2 separate regions of the Sus scrofa genome follow, and region 2 is linked to region 1. The links are chromatin contacts, called in public Hi-C maps. All regions are on one chromosome and are shown on one strand. The core of a region is the stretch at or near the end of the contact, and the rest is flanking DNA. Distances in the headings are between cores, read along the strand shown. Region 1 holds the start of RRP12 (RRP12-like protein). Region 2 overlaps MMS19 (MMS19 nucleotide excision repair protein homolog).

Region 1 (3,195 bases), core at 316-2,815:
TGCCTCTCCTCATATCTAGAAAAACACTAAGATCCTTCATGATGACGAGATCAGCAGCAAAATGTCTGTAAATGCATGCTTGGCTGTGTCCACTTCCCCTTCCCCTTTATCACTTATACCTTGATATTTCCCCTTTCCTCTTTGGAGCACCAGAGCTGTCTGAAATACTGCCTCCTGGGCTATAGTGAAGTGGACAAAACAAAAGATGTCAAGGTCACCTCTGAGTGCAGCCACTCCCAAGGGTGAGCTGGTGAGCCCTGAGAGCACTCAGGAAAGAAACAAAGAAGACTGGCCCATAGCGGAGGTGCCTATCAAAGGAGTGATTTCAGTAAGCCCAGACCTTTACATCTTCCCAGAGAAACTGATTTTCTGTAAATATTTTCTGTAAATCTTTTGTTCCTACTACCTTCCCTTTGTTGCAAAAACTTGTATATATATCCCAGGTCCCCTCTCACCTCCTGGGAGCAGTTTTCTCAAGGCTACCTGAGATGCTGTCTGCCAGGCTTAAGTCCTAATTTTGCCCCAAATAAAACTTCAGGTTGTGCAATTTTTTCATCTTTATTTTTATTTTTTATTTTTTTCATTGTCAGCTGCCCCATGGCATATGGAGCTCCCGAGCCAGGGATCAGATCCGAGCCACAGTCTTGACCTAAGCCAAAGCTATGGCAATGCTGGATCCTTAACCCACTATGCTGGGCTGGGTATGGAACACTGGACCCATTGCTCCCAAGATGTCACAATCCCATTGTGCCACAGCGGGGATCCTGTGCAATTTTTTAAAGTTGACAGATATTTAGAACCTAATCAGCCAAAAGCTCCAGGATCAAATGTCTGACAAAATTAGATTTATTGATTTGAAATGAGGGAGGGAATTCCAGAGGAATCTTGAAATTCTGCCCTGCAAGAGAAGGGAGGGAAGGTCTTTTGTAAAGTTTGGCTCTAGATAAAGGATTTGTGGGAGGGAATCAGGAGAGTGGGAATCAGTTCTGGATTGGTTTCTGGTTTTGAAGTGGAATTAGAAGAGATTAATTTAGGGGGATTTGAGTGCTATCATAAGGCCAGGGGTGGTTTAGCAAGTGGATATCTCCATTATTAAATGAAAATAGCTAAGCTATTTTTTTCTTTTCTTTTTGGCCCCAACTGTGGCATGCAGCCACAGCAGCGGCAACCCCAGTTCCTTAACCCGCTGAGCCGCGAGGGAACTCCAGTTTGGAGCATCACTGGTTGCTTTTTCTTTTTTTTGGCCACGTCTTCCAGGCCAGGGATTGAACCCAAGCCACAGCAGCGACCTGAGCCACAGCAGTGACAATTGCAGGATCCTTAACCGCGAGGCCAGCAGGGACCTCCGATGTTTCTTTAACCTGCAAAGGAATTCCAGTTTTAGGACACTCCTCTGTAGCCAAGAACCGAAGCCTTGGACTAAGAGCCCTAGAGACTCGGCAGCACCAAAACTTCCTCCCTAGAAGCAGATCTCTCAGGAGCCCCTCCCTATCAGAACCTGGACGCTAGGTGAAACCGGATGTTGATGCTCTTGCCATGGTGACGGACGCGAATGCGGAAGTTACGCCAGAGGAAGAGGAAGTGAAGTGGGCTGCGGACCCACGTGGGTCCTGCGCGTGTTTCTAGGTCCCTGGAACTTAGTCCTTTAAAGTCACTCTCGGCTTAGTCGACATGGGTCGCTCGGGGAAGTTGCGCTCCGGCGTCTCGGCCAAGTTGAAGCGCTGGAAGAAAGGCCATAGCAGCGAAAGCAACCCTGCCATCTGCCGTCACCGCCAGGCCGCCCGCAGCCGCTTCTTCAGTCCGCCCTCAGGTAGCAGGGTGACAACCCAAGGCATTGCGGGCGGAGGGGTTCTGGGCGGGGCTGGATCCTGATGGATCTGAGCCTTCTGGAGGCTTTGGGGAGCAACCATCGGCCTTTCCTCTCTTAAAATGTTCAATCTGGAGCCTGCTGTAAAGGTCCACCTTCCCCATTTAACAGATGCAGAAACTGAGTCCACAGGAGGGAAATGACTTGGCTAGGGTACCAGGAGTATCATAGTCAGTACTCTCGGCTGGAATTAACCTTAGTGACTCTTTGCGAGTCGCTTTCATCTTAATCTCTCAACCAAGCCCCTCGCCGCAGCCCCTAGCTGACTCCTACCGGCGAAACTTTTACCTGGAGGGTTCCCTTTCTGAGTTAAGTTCTAGGTGTACAATGGGATAATGAGGCAGACCGCGTTCGGAATTTAGCCTCTCGGGTTGGGGGCCTGGACTCCACAGGTTTGTTTCCTAGGGTTCTTGTTCTCTTGGCCAAAAGGCGGCTTGGGTTAAAATAAGGGCCTTACCCTATGCCCCCGGTTCTCAGGAAAGAGCAACCTGACAGTTGATGCAGTGAAGTTGCATAATGAGATGCAGTCAGGGTCTCTGCGCCTGGGCAAAAGTGAAGCCCCTGAGACAGTCATGGAAGAAGAAGAGGTGGCCCCGGCTCTCACAGAGAAATCTTCAGGCACCTTCCTGAGTGGCCTCTCCGACTGCACAAATGTCACCTTCAGCAAAGTGCAGCGCTTCTGGGAGTCTAACTCGGCTGCCCACAAGGAGGTAAGGGGGAGGGTCAGGGCAGCAGGAGGCTAGTGAGGGGGGCCAGTTGGACTGTTGATTGGTGACAGCAGCTGGAATCTATGGATATTGTGTCCTGCCCTTTTTGTCCTCTACTCATTTCTTCTTCTGGGGCAGTTTCCACTACTTTTTTTTTTTTTTTTTCCCACCCGTCTTTTATCTTTTTAGGGCCGCACCAGTGGCATATGGAGGTTCCCAGGCTAGGGGTCCAACCAGGGCTGTAGCCGCCGGCCTACGCCACAGCCACAGCCACAGCCACAGCAATGCCAGATCCAAGCTGCCTCTGTGATCTACACCACAGCTCACAGCAGTGCTGGATCCATAACCCACTGAGCAGGACCAGGGATCGAACCCGAGTCCTCATGGATGCTAGTCGGGTTTGTTAACCATTGAGCCATGACAGGAACTCCCAGTTTCCACTACTTCTTTTTTTTTTTGTCTTTTTGCCATTTCTTGGGCCGCTCCTGCGGCATATGGAGGTTCCCAGGCTAGGGGTGGAATCGGAGCTGTAGCCACCGGCCTACGCCAGAGCCATAGCAACTCGGGATCCAAGCCGCGTCTGCACCCTACACCACAGCTCACGGCAACGCCTGATCGTTA
Region 2 (3,195 bases), core at 357-2,856, 58 kb before region 1:
ATCCATGAGGACACAGGTTCAATCCCTGGCCTCACTCAGTGGGTTAAGGATCCAGTGTTGTTGTGAGCTGTGGTGTAGGTCTCAGACACGGTTTGGATCCCTCATTGCTGTGGCTGTGGCATAGGCCCGCTGCTGCAGCTCCAATTTGACTCCTTGCCTGGGAACCTCCATATGCCTCAGGTGCAGCCCTGAAAAAGAAGAAAGAAAGAAAGAAAACAGGAGTTCCCATCATGGCACAATGGTTAACGAATCCAACTAGGAACCATGAGGTTGCGGGTTTGATCCCTAGCCTTGGTCAGTGGGTTAAAGATCCGGTGTTGCCGTGAGCTGTGGTGTAGGTCGCAGACGCGGCTCAGATCCTGCATTGCTGTGGCTCTGGCGTAGGCCGGCAGCTACAGCTCCGATTAGACCCCTAGCCTGGGAACCTCCATATGCCGCTGAAGTGGCTCCAGAAAAGGCAAAAAGACAAAAAAAAGAAAAAAGAAAGAAAGAAAACATTACCATCCCTTCATTTAAAATAGTAACCTAATCCCTATATGGTGCTATCTTTTGCAATTCTATAGCTTTGCCAGCCAGCCCACTTTTCAGGTCATTGGGAGCCTGACCACAGCTTGGCAGGCTCTTGATGTAGCACCTACCCTGGGGTGGCAGTGAGGATGGGTGCTCTTAGTGTGGCTTCAATGCCACCCATACCTCACACTTGAGTTCTTCATTCTCTCCCGCAGTTCCTACTCCCCCTGCTGATAGAGAAAGTGGATTCTGAGCTTCTGAGTGCCAAGCTGGATTCTCTGCAGACTCTGGTGAGTGACTTTTCCCTTTCGAGGATCCAGCTGTCTTTAGACAATTTAAGGATGCTAAAGGATTATGGGTTCTTGGAGAGCCAGGGATGGTTCAGTGGGCCTCAAGAGAGGGATACCCAGGATCTGGGCCTATATGTTGACCTAAAGCCCTCAGGAGCATTTTTTCTTGTTCTGTAACTGAGTAACTGAATGGCAGCTGAGGAAAGGCTGACCAGGGCTCCCTCTTCATGCTTGTTTTTCATCGATCAGGACAAGCTCCTATTTTTCAGTGACCTGGCTGGGATGGTTATGAAATCCTGCTGATTTTATTGCTGAGAGCCATTATGCTGAGGTGCCTGCATATCCCAGGAAGTCTGAGTGTGTAGATCGCTGTGACCTGTGCTTTCCTTGGCAGAATGCTTGCTGTGCTGTATACGGACAGAAGGAACTAAAGGACTTCCTACCCAGCCTTTGGGCTTCTATCCGCAGAGAGGTGAGTGTCACTTAGACAGATTCACTGCTGTTAACTCCTAGTTGTCAGGTATGAGGGGACATACCACCCCTATCCTTTTCCCGCTATTGCTGTGCCTGTTTATTCAGCAAGAGAGCAGAGTTCCCTGGTGGCCTAGGGGTTAAAGATCTGGCATTGTCACTGCTGTGGCTTGGATCACTGCCATGGCATGTGTTTGATCCCTGGCCAGGGAACTTATGCAAGCCACGGGCACAGCCAAAACATTTTTTTAAAAAGAGAGGGAGAGAGAGTTGTAGTTGAATGACGAGGGTAGGGTCAGCTGTGGTGATGGCACGTGATCAGTCTCACACAGTGTCCTTCCCTGGTCACGAGCGTAGCGCAGGCTGAGTAGGGGGAGAGGGAAGAGACCTGGGAAAGGGGATCCCAACAACCACTGCTCAAGGTCAGCATTCACTTTCCCAAAAAGGGTGTGTACCAGTCCTAGTGGGACTAAGGACTTAGTGAAAATACACCAGTTAAGCAGCTCATTTGAGGGAGTTCCCATCATGACGCAGTGGAAATGAATCCGACTAGGAACCATGAGGTTTCGGGTTCGATCCCTGGCCCTGTTCAGTGGGTTAAGGATCTGGTGTTGCCGTGAGCTGTGGTGTAGGCCGCAAACATGGCTCGGATCCCGTGTTGCTGTGGCCGGTAGCAGTAGCTCTGATTCAACCCCCAGCATGGGGACCTCCATATGCCGTGGGAACGGCCCTAAAAAAGACAAAAAAAAAAGAAGCTCATCTGAAGGGTGAATTTCCATTGCTGCTTCCTTCTGGTTCTCACCACCCCAGACAGGAAATAGGCAGTAGGTGGGTGGGGTCTCACCTGGTGCAGGCTCACCTCAGTAGCCATGGGATCCCTCCCTGACAGGTGTTCCAGACGGCAAGTGAGCGGGTAGAGGCCGAGGGCCTGGCGGCCCTTAACTCCCTGACCGCGTGTTTGTCTCGTTCTGTGCTGAGGGCTGATGCTGAGGACCTCCTTGACTCCTTCCTTAGCAACATTCTACAGGGTAATGGGGCCATGGCAGCTAGAAAGGGGCGTGAGCAACAGAGAGAAGAAATCCCCTAAGGCCAGCCACCTTTCTTAAGTAGCCTCCCACATTCAGAGATTTGGGTGCTGGAGCCCTGCTTTGAGTTGAAATCAGTTTAAGTGGTAACAGCTAGCCAACTGAACTGGGGCTCATCATCCAACTTCTGTGGCCTACAGGGGAACCAGGCAACATTCAGCCTACTCCCCAGGTCTGTGATGTGCTGCCTCTCTAGACTGCAGGCACCATCTGTGTGAACCGGACATGAAACTGGTGTGGCCTAGTGCCAAACTCTTGCAGGCGGCTGCAGGTGCATCTGCCCGGGCCTGTGACCACATCACCAGCAATGTGCTGCCTCTACTCCTGGAGCAGTTCCACAAGCATAGTCAGGTAAGGAAACAGAACCTTTTGAGGAAACCATGGGACCACTGCTAGGAGAGAGAGCTAAGCGTTGAGCTTGGGCCCAGATACAGTAGCTCTTAGATTTTGTTCCTGTTAGCTGTGGCTGGTTCCTTTGTTCACTCATTTCCTGACAGTCTTACCTACAAGGATAATCCTCCCCACATCCACAGTAGCAGGACTGAAATTCTTTAAAAAATATTCTTTGACTCCAATACCCCTTAAAACATTACAGAGCAACCAGCGGCGGACAATCCTTGAAATGATCCTGGGTTTCTTGAAGCTGCAACAGAAATGGAGCTATGAAGACAAGGGTGAGGCCACCTTCCAGATGTGGTACTCTAAGGCCTGCTGCGCACTGAAACCCTCTAAAGGATGGCAGGCCAAGTGTGCTATAGAGAAGTAATCTAGAACAGCAGACCTATTGTTCTGAGGGTGTAGCACAAGAGAACACGCAACAGATGAGACCTGGTTTTTTT

The links. A called contact is a pair of places that touch in the nucleus more often than the background predicts.
Region 2: a Hi-C map of liver shows a contact between it and region 1, with 2.8 times the contacts expected there. The contact joins the enhancer-like site here to the promoter of RRP12 in region 1. A contact is called at or near these places in 10 of 47 Hi-C or Micro-C datasets (blood, embryonic fibroblasts, fetal heart ventricle and 4 more) and 2 of 2 datasets of contacts at active chromatin or transcription factors (alveolar macrophages and skeletal muscle).

Annotation. Positions count from the first base shown.
Region 1 is chr14:108,803,883-108,807,077 of Sscrofa11.1, reverse strand. It overlaps RRP12 (RRP12-like protein), which reads left to right and starts at 1,565. Exons shown (of 34, transcript XM_021072760.1): 1 at 1,565-1,810; 2 at 2,345-2,577. The coding sequence starts at 1,672.
Region 2 is chr14:108,861,597-108,864,791 of Sscrofa11.1, reverse strand. MMS19 (MMS19 nucleotide excision repair protein homolog) reads left to right here. Exons shown (of 31, transcript XM_013990467.2): 10 at 726-800; 11 at 1,195-1,272; 12 at 2,161-2,299; 13 at 2,553-2,707; 14 at 2,952-3,030. Among named protein-coding and RNA genes, the nearest start is that of ZDHHC16, 20 kb to the right of the region's middle. Within about 2 kb of position 1,606, at least 20 of the 83 cell types and tissues checked have an H3K27ac peak or open chromatin away from gene starts, as enhancers often do. A contact at or near this core is called in liver, mesenteric adipose tissue and skeletal muscle, where this site is marked.